Linked DNA regions of Ovis aries: region 1 is linked to region 2. Evidence: chromatin contacts called from public Hi-C data. All regions are on one chromosome and are shown on one strand. The core of a region is the stretch at or near the end of the contact, and the rest is flanking DNA. Distances in the headings are between cores, read along the strand shown. Region 1 holds the start of VDAC3 (voltage dependent anion channel 3). Region 2 overlaps AP3M2 (adaptor related protein complex 3 subunit mu 2).

Evidence for each region. Hi-C and Micro-C count contacts between places; a contact is called where the count stands out from the background.
Region 1: a Hi-C map of hypothalamus shows a contact between it and region 2, with 6 times the contacts expected there. The contact joins the promoter of VDAC3 here to the enhancer-like site in region 2. A contact is called at or near these places in 7 of 16 Hi-C or Micro-C datasets (blood, hypothalamus, liver and 3 more).

What each region holds. Positions count from the first base shown.
Region 1 is chr26:36,561,569-36,568,140 of ARS-UI_Ramb_v3.0, forward strand. VDAC3 (voltage dependent anion channel 3) reads left to right here and starts at 5,249. Exons shown (of 9, transcript XM_015104638.3): 1 at 5,249-5,322.
Region 2 is chr26:36,375,329-36,382,153 of ARS-UI_Ramb_v3.0, forward strand. It overlaps AP3M2 (adaptor related protein complex 3 subunit mu 2), which reads left to right. Exons shown (of 9, transcript XM_042241241.1): 9 at 1-1,690. It overlaps PLAT (plasminogen activator, tissue type), which reads right to left. Exons shown (of 14, transcript XM_012106011.3): 14 at 5,174-6,007. The coding sequence ends at 5,849. Among named protein-coding and RNA genes, the nearest start is that of AP3M2, 21 kb to the left of the region's middle. Within about 2 kb of position 2,468, at least 6 of the 54 cell types and tissues checked have an H3K27ac peak or open chromatin away from gene starts, as enhancers often do. A contact at or near this core is called in hypothalamus, where this site is marked.

The DNA of each region.
Region 1 (6,572 bases), core at 3,999-6,498, 190 kb after region 2:
GCCTTTTGCTGATGCCACTGAGGGTCCCAGCAGCCTGTACTCATCCGTGTAGGAGACTTGGGTGGTTTCCTTTTCAACTGAAATACACCTGTGTTCTAGAGTGGGTCACAAGGTCCTTTCAGCCCCTTTGTTATGGCAAGGCCCTTCGGCACAGTCCACTTTGCTTTATTCTCATTGTTGCTGTTTAGTTCGCTAAGCAGTTGTCAACTCTTTGTGACACTGTGGACTGTAGCCCACCAGGCTCCTCTGTCCATGGGATTCTCCAGGCAAGAATACTGGAGTGGGTTGCCATTCCCTTCTCCAGGGCATCTTCCCAACCCAGGGATCAAACTGAAGTGTTCTGCCTGGCAGAGATTGTTTACTACTGAACCAGCTGGGAAGTCCTTTATTCACTGTACTGACTAATAATAAATACCCTGCAGGGAGGACAGACGCCTAAAGAACCGAGTGGAGACCAACTCCCATTCTTCTTTTCAGCTTCTCTTCTTCTATGCCGTTTCCGCTCATGGTTTCATCATTTGAGTCTTTCTCTGTCTCCTCCTTGCTCTGCACTCTCTCAGTCACATCCTTCTGCACCCCTGTAACTCACCCACTTACTCCTCCTCTTCTCCCCTGTGCCTTCAGAGCCTGGTGGCACCGTAGCCTGATGACCAGCCCTTCAGGCCAAGAAGCAGCCTCCACCATGCAGGGTGGGGCTGGGGGTGTGTGACCAGCGCAGGGTCTTTCTGTGGCATCTGTAAGCAGGAGGCCAGAGGGTTCGGAAGGGAGAGTGTAGAACCGAGCCCCCCACCCACCGCGTATGACTTTGCAGGACAGAGTGGACCTGAGCAGTGGCCCACACACACCCCATCGCCTGTTTCAGGGGAGGAGCACACAAAGGGGAATCCAACCAGCCTGCGGACGAGATGGGGTCTGCACCCTAACTGGAATCTGATTCTTCTTCCTCAAAGGTAGTGGGTGAATCCCACAATATTAGGAGACCCCAGACCTGCCTGGTGTCCCAATTCTAAAGAAGCAAATTTAAAAAAAGAACAGCTCTGGTGACTACAGTTAACAGATCTGTGCTGTGAACTGGAAAGTTCCTGTGAAAGCAGAGCATCAGTGCTCTCACCATAGTAACAAAATGATAATTATCGGAGGGTAAAAGGACTCCTTCCTTAACCTGTATGTGTCAAACCGTCACACTGTACACCTGAAACTTACATAGTGTTTCATGTCAATTATACCTCAATAAAGCTGTCCTGAGCTCTGCACACAGAGTCCCCACTGGAGGGGAGAGGCTGTGGGCATTGACCCTCTTTGGGGTGCTCTCCAGGGATCCCAAGTAGTAGAATCCCTTCCCAGGATCCAGACTCTGCACCCCTTCACGGTGAGTCTGCCTCTGGCTTTTCTATCGACCTGGGAGTTGTGTTGTATGTGACTCACGGGGTGTGATCTGTCTCCTGCCTGAGGTGAACCCTGGGAGTGGTCCAAGCCTCCCCAGAACTTTGACCACAGAAAGCCATATGGTGGGGCCCCTTGGGCGGGCCTCATCCAGATGGTTTATTTCTGGGGAATCTCCATTTTAAAGATGAAGACACCGAGGCTCAGAGAGGTCAGGTAACTTGCCGAAGCTTACACAGCTAGTGAGTTGCAGACCTCGGATTTAACGCAAATGTTCTGGTTCCCAAGTTCATTCCTTCCTGCACACCACACTCCACAGTTCAAGTTCCCTGAAACATAGCTATATATTCACCAAAGGGACACTGCTTCTTTCTATTTTCAGGTTACATAGGAATATGTCACCCTCCTTTTTCTTAACTTATCCTTTGTGTAAAGTGATCATAGTGCTTTACTAGCAAGTGGTTAAGAAGAGCTAATTTCCAGGTTGTGTAAGCCAGGCTGTACCCAAACCCACAAGTGGAACATGGACAAAATTGATTTCCTCATAAAAACAATTTGTAAATATTTCCTGCCCTTTTGACATTCAACTTGGACTCTAACTTGGGTAGGGAAGCCCCATAACTGTATTCACAATCGTATGGAGAGCTTGGATGAGGCTCTGGGGGCAAGGGAAGGGCTGGGCTCATCACCCTGACTCCCATCTGCAGCACTCACCTGCAGGGTCAGCTTTTCTTTACCTCATTTCCTTGTGCCCCCTTGTGGTCAAGAGTGACATGAGCGCCCAGAAGGCCCAACGTGAATTCCAGGGACTGATCTCAGCAGCAGTTCCCAGTTTTGGGTGGAAATTCCCCAGGGCACAGCAGTCCCCTTCTCATGAACCTAGGTACTTTCCCACCTTGTGAAAGTCAGTTTAACTTTTCTAATTATAACAAACACATTTCCAAATTTTAGAAATTTTGGAAAATACAGAAAAGTGTGAAGAAAATAAAAATCACGTATACTCTGACCCAGCAGAGTCACTGTCAGATTTTGGAAACATTTTCCCAACATTTCTTCTATGCACATACATACACACACACACACAAATATACAGCATCTATTTAGTTAATATATAATGTATGTATTATCAATCTATCACCAGTCCAGAGTTAAGCCATTGCCAATGTCCACGTCTATGGGGCTTCCCTGGTGGCTCAGATGGTAGAGAAACCGCCTGCAGTGAAGGAGACCTTGCTTTTTCTTTAAGTAAAATTGTAACACATGCATACACACACACGCACGGAGTTACACTGTCCTTAAACTTTTGTCCCGCTAACCCCACTTTTTTAAACTGGGCCTTTCCCTCAGATTACCAGATACTAGCAGAACACATGGTTGAACCATATCCCAAAATATGAGTGTATTACAATATAATGAATCCTCTAAGTGTCAGCCATTCAACTCAGTTCAGTCGCTCAGTCATGTCCAACTCTTTGTGACCCCATGGACTACAGTACAGCACTCCAGGCTTCCCTGTCCATCACCAACTCCCAGAGCTTTCTCAAACTCATTGCCATCGAGTTGGTGACGCCATCCAACCATCTCATCCTCTGTCATCCCCTTCTCCTTCCTGTTGGAAGTGGTTTTTATAGACTTTAATGACCTGCTGGGCCTGACAAAGGCCAGGTCTGTGCCACAGTGCAGGTTGGAGTGGTAATTTTAATATTCGTCTGGATGTGAATAAATCTAAGTTGGCTTGCATGGCTTTTAATAGCCTATAGCATATGAATTTTCATCTGTGTTATTAACTAATGAACATTTTCCATGTGCCAGGTGGATCACTGTACTCTGGATACATCACCGTCTTTACTATCGACTACAATCCCAGAGATGGGGGAGCCTGGTTGGCTGCTGTCTATGAGGTCGCAGAGTCAGACACGACTGAAGTGACTTAGCAGCAGCAGCAGCACAATCCTCTGAAGTAGACCTTATTTGGTTGTCTCACAGATGTCGAAACAGAGACGTAGAGTTGTTCGCCAACAACCACAGGGTTGGCAGGTCTGAGGTGCCAACACAGCATCTTTTTACTCCAAAACTCATTTTATTTAGCCCACTAAACTTATATTGCTTTGCCAATGACATTGATCATTTTTTGCCTCATTTTCCAAGTCTCACATTACGAGGCCTTTGGGAGCAAGCGTCTTCCTTATCTTTTCTTAGCCTGAAATGCTTAAACACAGCAGGCAAATCATCTTTGGCTCTGGTTTCAAGAAGCAACCTGGTATTATGTTCTGAGTATCAAACACTTTGTGGGGTTTTCTTTTCTTTTTATCTTGAAAAATAACTTTAGACTTACAAGAAAGATTCAAGAATAATGCAATGAAGATCCATAGATCCTCTACCTAGATACACCAATTGTTAACATTTTGAATGTTTTTTTCCTGACCATTTGAGAGTTTGTTGCAGATACCCACTATGTCACTTATGAATAACTTAATCTCCTAAAAAACAGGCCATTTATCCATACATGCGTGTTAGCATGCAAGTTCTGTCGCATCCGACTCTTTGCAAGCCCATCAGGATCCTCTGTCGATGGGGTTCTCCAAGCAAGTGGGTTGCCGGTGCCCTCCTCCAGGGGATCTTCCTGACCCAGGGATTGAACCCGCATCTCTGTATCTTCTGTATTGTACAAGGATTCTTTAACGCTGAGCCACCAGCAAAGTCCCCATTTCTATATAATCAAGATATAATCATTACCCTTAGGAAATTTAACATTGTTGCAATACTAATACAGTCGACATTCAAATTTTCTCAATTGTTCCAATACTGACCCTCAATAGCTGCTTTTTGTTTTTTGACCCAGGGTGCAATTTAGGATTACTTGATTCTCAGGGTCATATCTTTCTTTTGTCTCCTTTAATCTAGAACACTTGACTAGTCTTAACAGTTCATGAAGTTCGCGTTTTTAGGAGAGACCAGGTGGTTGTTTTGCAGAACTGTCCCTCAACTGGATTTGTCTGTTTCCTCCGGAACGGAGAGAAAGCACTTCTTCGGCGAGTCATTCTCACACAAGACATCAGTCTGTACCATCCCTGGCGCTGCACAGTTCCATCACTCGGTCTAGGTGATGCGTTTGATGTGAAGGTTACCCTTTTCTCTTCACTAAGTCATCTGTGGGATAATACTTTGGAACTGGACGAATATTCTCAACCGTTCAGCATCTACTGATGAATTCTGCGTGACCCAGTTCTTGGTGCCTCCAAAGCAGGGATTTTGTTTCTGTAATTTCTCATACGTTTGAGTCGGAATTCTTCTCTAAAGGAGAGCTGTCCCTCATTCACCTCCTCTCTCCCTCTGGATTACATCTTTAAGTCATGCCACTTACCCCTTGGGGACCTATGTTTCTCATCGTTAAGATGAGGTGACCTAAGGGCCACATTCTTGAACTTCAGTCACTCTGAGACGGAATCTCCTCACAGGTCTCTCAAGCGTCCGCTGGAGAAAGACGCGGCAAGGGGCGACCTCTCCGCGGGCAAGGGGCGACCTCTCCGCGGGCAAGGGGCGACCTCTCCGCGGGCAAGGAGCGACCTCTCCGCGGGCAAGGGTCGCCAGTGGGCTCCGCGCCTTCTCGCGAGAGCGGGCCCCTCAGGGGATAAAGGCGCGGGACCTGCGCCTGCGCGCTCACATCCACCCCGTCTGCCCCCGCGCGCCGCCCTCCGCGGCGCGCGCGCGCACTCGGACAGTTGGAGGTGTTGGGCCGCCTCGGGCTCGCGGCGCGCGCCCCCGGCGCGACTCTCCGGCGCAGCCGCGGCGCGGGGTTCGGGGCTCGGGGCGCGCAGGCGCCGCGGGCGTGGGGCCGCGCAGGCGCGGACGGCGTTGGTCCGAAGAAGACCTTCAGCGGTGCCCTGGCGGAGCGGACAGGCCCCTCCTAGCGGAGCGGACAGGGCCCTCCGGTCGGAGGTGAGGCAAGCCGGGGCCGCGAGCTGGCGGCCGGGCGGGGGCCGGCCGGGCGGGCGGCCGTCCGGCAGGGACCCGCGGGAGGCGGCTAACGGAGGCAAGGCCGCCGAACGGGGCGCGGGCCCGCGGGCGGGGGCAGCGGGAACCGGCCCCTCCGGGGACGGGCGGGCCGCGCCGCCACCTGCGCCTCGGCCCGGCCGGTCCCCGGGAGGCTGGCTTCGAGGGAAGGCGGGTCCGGGAACCCCCGAGCCCCGGCTTCCTCTCCGGCCTCGGCATCCAGCATCAGGGGGCCCCTCTACTCCCTGCCCCTGAGGGGAGGGTGCTGGACGTCCAGCTGAGGGGGGCGAGGCGAGCTGGCTGTCCCCACGGTGATGCTGTTGTAGCCGCCGCTCCTCCACCCCCGACCCCGGCACCTCCCCTCGCTCCCCGCCCCCGCCTGCGGCTCCCGCAGCCCGGGGGCGCCGTGCACGTCCACGGAAGAGTGCATCGGCAGAGCCGCGGCAATGTGTTGGAACGTGACGTGTCTGGGGCTTCTCGAGTTTTTGCTTGCTCATACCAGCAGTGCATTTCCCATCGGGATCGTGGGCCTCGAAAAGAAAGCTTGAACTGGGCACAGTAGAGGTCAGATGACGCCCCCCACCCCCCACTCCCCCAACGCGACTTTGCAGAGTGTCTAGCAAGTGCTTTTGAAAAAGAAGCAAAATGCTGAAAGACTGTAATGGGTCCCTAGATGGAGGTTGCCAAACACTTAAGTGTATCTTTCCTTTTTTTTTTTTTTTAAAAAGAGCAAACAGTAAAGCTTTAACGTTTTTAATATTTGAGTACGTAGAGCCTGGTTTTTACACTTCACCTCCCAAGTTATGGGCTTCAGGCAGAATTTCAACAGGTACCACCGTCGTTTGTGATCGTAAAGAGTAATATCAGATTGCAGTTGGCAGTGTGTAAAAGGTCTCAATTTGATGGTTGGGACACAAAGGACTTGTGTTGTAAACTAATTGCTCTGGATAGGAACTTGGACACCTTGTGGCCTAGAACAAAGTTTTATTATGGTATGACTCAGTACATTTATCTTCTTCATCTTTACTCTTTACACTTTACATATATTCTTAAACTCTATTCTCCTAACATATCCTAATGTCTGTCGTATTGGACAGGTTTAGGTTAAGGAACACATTTTAAATGAATTCACAGTGAAGACGTGCACCACAAAGCGTGTGTTGTGTTCAGGTGTGGTGGAATAGGCAGAAACTTAC
Region 2 (6,825 bases), core at 1,218-3,717:
TGCATGTGAAAAAGACCAGCGTTTGTTACTCGTTCGGCTGTAATTTTCTTCAGCCAGGGGAAGACTTCTTTGTTTTTTTTTAACCCCAGGGAAAAAAAATTAGAGCACGCACTTGGAAGGAAACGAATGTTAGTGGAGGAAGGTTTCTTGGAAGGCGTGGAGTATATGCACCCCCATTAAAGTTAAGAGAGAGGGGCACCCATCTCCACCCCTAGGAGGGGCTGCGAGGTACCGAGTGGAGTGAGTTTCCTTCTGAGCCCTCTGTTTGTATACAGGCATAAAGATCTGTACTTCTAGAAGCGAACTGGAAGCTTCTTTAGTTGGATCCCCCTGCTGACACGGAAGCCCCAGCGGGATGAGACTTTTCCCTCAGAGGCTGGGACGCCGCTCGCACCAGCTTGCAGAGGCTGAGGGCTGCCTGCCCGCAGCACCGGGCCGCCCTCTCCGGGGAGAGGGTGCCCTGCCCGCTCCCTGGGGGGCGGTGGTCCCAAATACCTCTTTCCTTGAGCGCCCCCCCAAACAGCTCCACTCCTTCACAGAATTTCCGCTCCCTGAGGAGAGTTTCAGAGAAGCCAGCCCCGTTTGCCCCAGGGCGGCAGGCTGTGTGAGCCGCCCCGGAGGCCCAGTGGCTCCTCGTCCATGTCCGTCGGGGGCTCCCTGGGGGCTGGAGCCTGAACCTCCCTTCGGCATGCTTTCCCGCGGTCACTCTCAGCCAGACGCTGACAGGAGCGGCCAGTCCTGGGGGCCTTCCAGTAACGACATTTCCTCAGAGTCTCTTCTGTACCCCCACTGTATAATCTATTTATTAGCAACATATATCGACTAGTCCATGTTTGTTTTTAAGACCCCGCCCCCAGATCCCTTCAGTCGTTGAATAAAACCGATGTTGTAGGAAGGTGGGTCCTGTTGAGCATGTGCGGCCCGGTTCAGGAAACACGGCAGCTGAAGGTGGTCTGCAGGCCTCTACAGCGGGAGGCTTTCCATTCAGCTCAGTGTGCCCATCACCCATTCCAATATTTATAGGTCAGACAGGTATTTTTAAATTATAGTTTATGATGCGATATTGTGCTCTGTTCTGTGCATGGAGAGAAATGAAGACCTTGTGCTCTCCAAACCCTATAATTTTTCTCTAATGCCCTGTTTCCAAGTACTTAGGTAGTGTGTTTTTGTTTTTTTCCTATAGTTTTCTCTTCCTACTTCCTGGATTTGTTTTTTTGCTGCAGAATAATGCTGCTTTGTGGTTTTGCTCCGGGGTCCGTTGTCCTGTGTCTCATAGCCTGTCACTCCAAAATTTGTCCTGGATCCAAGATCCCATTCCTAGAATAACGGAACTACTACTGCCGAGGGCTCTGGAGGATTTCAGGGTTTCCTGGGTCACAGGAGACAACCCATCTTGGTCCCTGAATACCCTTAGGTTTATAAGTCTAGCTGTCTTATTCCCTCCAGGGCAGCTCATCCTAATTTCAAGGGGAGAATTTAAGCAGAACTAAAGTACTGGGGCTGTGGGGCCCACAGACGATAGCAGGAGAGGCCGCCCCGAGCTGCAGACCCTTGGACTCCCCCTCACCCCAGTGGTGTGTTAGCATAGGTGGTACTGGGTGCCCCCAGGAAGCCTCTCGGTTCCACATGTGTTTAACGTGCAGAAGCATCTTCTCTGTTTAAATCTTAATAAAGTTGAGTGTTGCCAGTCCTTCATGTCCTGAGTGTCTTGTTACTAGGACCATGGGCGATGCTCTGCACACATGCCCAGCAGAAGCAGAAAGAAAGACAGGAATTCAGGGGATCTCACTGCATCCGCACTTTCCTACCACAGACCCGAAGCTGTATATATGGTTTGGGTATGTCATCTTGCAGGTTGTGAGAACAAAGGTCCAGATCAATCAAATTACATTTCCCAGGGTACAAAAGACAAAACCACTGAAGCTGCTGGTGTCTATTCTAGCGCTTTCCCTGTCCTGGCCTCTCATGCTTCTTAGGTTGATTAATTCGGACGTGAAGCCAGGTGCAGGGGTCCTGGTTATCCTAATTGCAGTGAAGACTTCCCGGAGTCTCCTGGGATGTGGAGACGAGGGTCCTGCTCCCATATCTGTCCTGTCTCTCCTGGCCGGGGGAGACTAAGACAAGGACTTCTTCCTGCCTTCCAGCCCCAAGTGTTGTCAACTGTGTACTGCCACCCCATCCTGTCTATTTCAGCGACTCATCTCTCTGCCTTGGGTCTGGCTGTTTCCTTAGCCTCATGGTGTGACCAGGCAGTTTATAACACGTGTACTTTCCTCTGTGGCCAGTAGGTGGAGACTCAGTGCCAGCAATGACACTAATTTTTTTTTTAATTGTTAGAAAAATAATTTTTTTGAAGGAAATTGAAACTCTTAAATTTTGCCTTAAGATCCCAAGCTTGTGAGTCTTTGACTTTCAAGGTTTTAGATGTGGAACCAAAGTTTATTATCCTCTTTCAACAACCTGAACTAAGATGGGAGCTCCGGGGGAATGCTCGTTTCAATCGTTTGAGTTTCTCTAGGTCTTTACCCATTAAAGCTGTTTGCACAATTATATGAGGATCTTTTTTGCTCTTTGGGTTTCTATTGCCGTTTGTTTTATTAGCCAGCCAGAGATAGTAAAGCAGTGCTACCTATTTCCCCTTAGCGCCTTCTCCTTCCCCCAACACGGCCCAGACATTTTATCCCGACCCTCCTCACCCACATCGGGTAGTGATGTGCTGTGCTCTGAGTGTGTTTTAGCCTCCGAATGCAAGTGCGGGGCTGGGGCCCTGCCTGGAGCTCTGTCAGTGGCCTCTGCTGAGCACCTGTCTTCAAGCAGCCTGTGGTTTCCAGGGCTTCACTCTGAGGAATGTGATGGGGGCCTTTTAACTTTGCATTTCCATCAAAGGAGCCCTCCGCTGCTTCACTTCATTTCAATAACACAACTGTCCGGAGAAAAGCTCGTTCTGCAACAGGGGAGGGAATGAAACGAGCAGAACTCCCACCAGAGCTGCAGTTACGGGGCCTTCCTTGCCACTGTCTTCCAGCCGTCTTCCCTCCAGAGGGCTAAGGTGCACAAAATCTGCCCCTTTCACAGGCTCAAGTCAGGAAATCTGTGACTTACGTTTGTGTGATCCGAGTTGATTGAACTGGTCCCGGGACCGAGCATTGTCAGAGAAATCTGTGCCCCCTCCCCACCACTACCCCCACTGCCCACCGCTGGAATCAAGCTTCTGGGCTTTAGATTCTCTTTCTTTTGTGAGTTGAAACTATTCTTTTAAGAACTACGTTGAACAGTTCTGACCGCCTCTCTAGAGAGAGAGGAGAGAGACCTAAGACCACGTTTGCTCCAAGGAACTGTCAGCACGTAACCCAACACCAAGCCTTGCATCAGGTTCATTCTTAGATCCGGGGTGTCAGTGATAAGAAACTGCCGGGCAGCAACCGGGGGTATGAGTTACATCTCAGGAGCAGTAAGACAGTGTAAGAGAAGCGGAAAGCAGCATTGCTTAAGTAACATACTTGTGTGGACTGGTCTGGGAGTGAATTCTTTAAAAAAAATTTTCTTTATTGGAATATAGTTGATTTACAATGTGTTAGTTCCAGGTATACAGCAAAGTGAATCAATTTTATATTTAACATATATTCACCCTTATTTTTTTATGTTCTTTTCCCATGGAGGTCAGAGTTTGGAGTAGAGTTCCCTGTACTACACAGCAGGTTCTCTCTCTTTTTTTTTTTTTTAGTTTTTTATTTTTTAAATTTTAAAATCTTTAATTCTTACATGCATTCCCAAACATGAACCCCCCTCCCACCTCCCCTCCCCATAACATCTCTCTGGGTCATCCCCATGCACCAGCCCCAAGCATGCTGTATCCTGCGTCAGACAGACTGGCGATACACAGCAGGTTCTTATTCGTCATCTGTTTTGCATAGAGCGGTGTGTATATGTCAGTCCCAATCTGTGTCAGCATCTTCTTGACACTCAATTCCTCTTTCACGTTGGAGTCCTGTCCGGGGTATCTTTCCACCTACTCCCCTCCCCGTGAATATCTACCCTGAGCCTCGCTTGGGCCATCGGCTCCCCTCACCCCAAGTGTCTGTGGCTCGCTGCTGCCAGGAGAATTAAGTCCAAAGTTCAGTTTAGCATTCAAAGTGCCATCATTAATTCTAACCTACGTTCTTCTTCATGAACTTCACTTTGGACAAAATATAACTCAATTCCTCCCCACACTCCCCTGCCTTTCTTGCCTTCCGGATCTTTAGATGTTCGTGCAGTGGTAGCTCCTTGCCTCAGGAACTAGAGTCAATATCCTGTAGTAAACTATCATGGAAAAGAATACGAAAAAGATTGTATATATGTGTATAACCGAATCACTTTGCTGTGCAGTAGAAATTAACATGACTTAACTATTCTTCAATAAAATTTTAAGAAAAATTTAAAAACGAATGCCTTTCTCATTCCTCTCCACCAGCCCAAATCTTGCTCAATTTTTGAAAAGCCTACCCAATTCCATTTTTTCCTTAAGTTTCTCTGTTTTTTGGTCTTAGGTACAGCACATGAGATCTTCATGGCTGCACGCAGCACATATTTTCATTGGCATGTGGGATCTAGTTCCCTGGCCAGGGATTGAACCCAGGCCCCCTGTATTTGGAGCACAGAGTCTTAAACCACTGCACCACCGGGGAAGTTCTTAAGTTTCTTCAATCCTTCCTGAGCTGAATTTCAGCAAAACTTTCTGTCCACCATTTGTGGTTCATCTCCACCCTGCCTTGTTATTTCTCTGAATCCCCATTCCCCTGTCAAACCAAGAGTTTCTTTCTTTCCTTTTACCTTTTACAGCACCTATTTGAATGTGTGTGTGTGTGTGTGCGTGCTAAGTCGCTTCAGTCATGTCCGACTCTTTGTGACCTTACTGACTGTAGCCCGCCAGGCTCCTCTGTCCATGGGATTTTCTAGGCAAGAAGACTGGAGTGGATTGCTCTTTCCTACTCCAAGGGATCTTCCTGACCCAGAGATCAAACTCTCCTCTCGTGACTCCTGCATTGGCAGGTGGGTTCTTACCACTAGCACCACCTAGGAAGCCAATGAAAGGAAATATTCCCAACGATTGAAAGAATGTGGACGCGAGTAAGGAATAAAAGCTGTGAGGGTACTGAGTGTAACAGAAAGAGTCCACTCTGATTGGGGAAAATATGTGAAAAATATATCAGAATTTATTATTCCAGTACAGTATCATACAGGTAGTGGCAACAGAGTACAAACAAAAATGAACTGATATAAATATGCGAGAGCCTAGTTTGTCAGTTACTAAAATGATACGTGTCTCCTGGTTCTATCGCGAAACCTATAAAGAAAAAGAATTACACTGTACACAACAGGATTCCCTCCAAGAGCTGCAAAAAGGAAAGCCCAGCACTTAAGGGCTGGAGTCGAGGAAGGTGATCTGGCCAGCCAGCCCATCCCTTGGTAGGAGGTTCCTGCTGGGCTTCCTTGGGACTATAAATAGACATTCTATTTCTAGTAGAATACATCTAACCCTTCTTTCCTGAAGGCTCGAGTTATCTTTGCCTACTGAGACATGCTTTCATCTTTGTGGTCCCCTTTCCAAAGATGCTCGTGTGCATAGAGGAGGAAGCGGGCTTCCGCCCTGGGGAGTGGTTTTCCACGAGGGACTGGCGTTTGTCCATCTTCTTGTCTGACAGTACAGTTCAGCCCTTAAGCCCTGAAAACTTCCAGAATGGAAAAGTACCTGTGAAACTACATCCTCCCCCCACCTTCCGCTGTGTGAAGAAGCCCCTGCCGCAGTAAGTCTTCAGAGGTGGGAGAAGCGGGGTCTCTGTGATGTAGGGAAACAGGGTGTCCCTGATCACAGTCGCATGTTGTCTCGAATCCAGTCCAGGTAGTTAGTCACCTTGGTGTACACGCCCGGGATGTCCTTCTGCCCGCAGCCCAGGCCCCAGCTGATGATGCCGACCAAGGTCATGTGGTTGTCCTTCATACACACCAAGGGGCCACCCGAGTCACCCTGCAGAAGGGAGAAGAGGTCAGCTGTGTGCAAAAATGCAGACTCTGTGGGGGGATGTTAGGTGAATGTAGCGCTGATACGTATTCTACATACCGCTAATCTGTGGCACTGATATGTATCCTTCAACGTGCTCAGTTTCAGGGAGGGAAATTTTTCCTCCCCAGTCTTGGACCATTAGAGGATTAGGCTGTAGTTTTGTCGTAAAGTGGACAACATTGCTGACAAGTGTTCAGTCGAGTCCGACTCTCTGCAATCCCATGGACTGCAGCCTGCCAGGCTCCTCTGTCCATGGGCTTTTTCCAGGCAAGAATACTGGAGTGGGTTACCATTTCTTTCTCCAGGGGACCTTCCCAACCCAGGGATCGAGCCCAGGTCTCGTGTGTCTGCTGCACTGGCAGGCAAATTCTTTAACCATTAGCCATACCTGGTCCCCACCGGGGGGTAAAGCCACCACTAGCTGTGCGGCCTAGGCAACTGGGCTTCAGTATTCTTACCTGAATGATACTAAATAATAATAATCTAAAACAGAAATCATAGTACTTCCCTTATGAGGTTATGGGAATTAACTGGAAAAGCTTGAAAAGCTCCTGAGAACAATGTAGGGCATTTAGTAGAACTCTTGGCAATTGTTAGCTGTTATTGTCTTATTGAATTGAAATGACTTGTTTTTAACTTGGCGCTAGCTGATAGATCATGGTTTCACTTTGCAGACAACCATTTATGACTGTTGAGCTAGGTGGTGGAGGTGTCTGAGAAAACCTTTCAAAAAGAGACCAAAGGCTGTCACGGAGGCAAGAGGGGGAGATGTGGGTGTGATC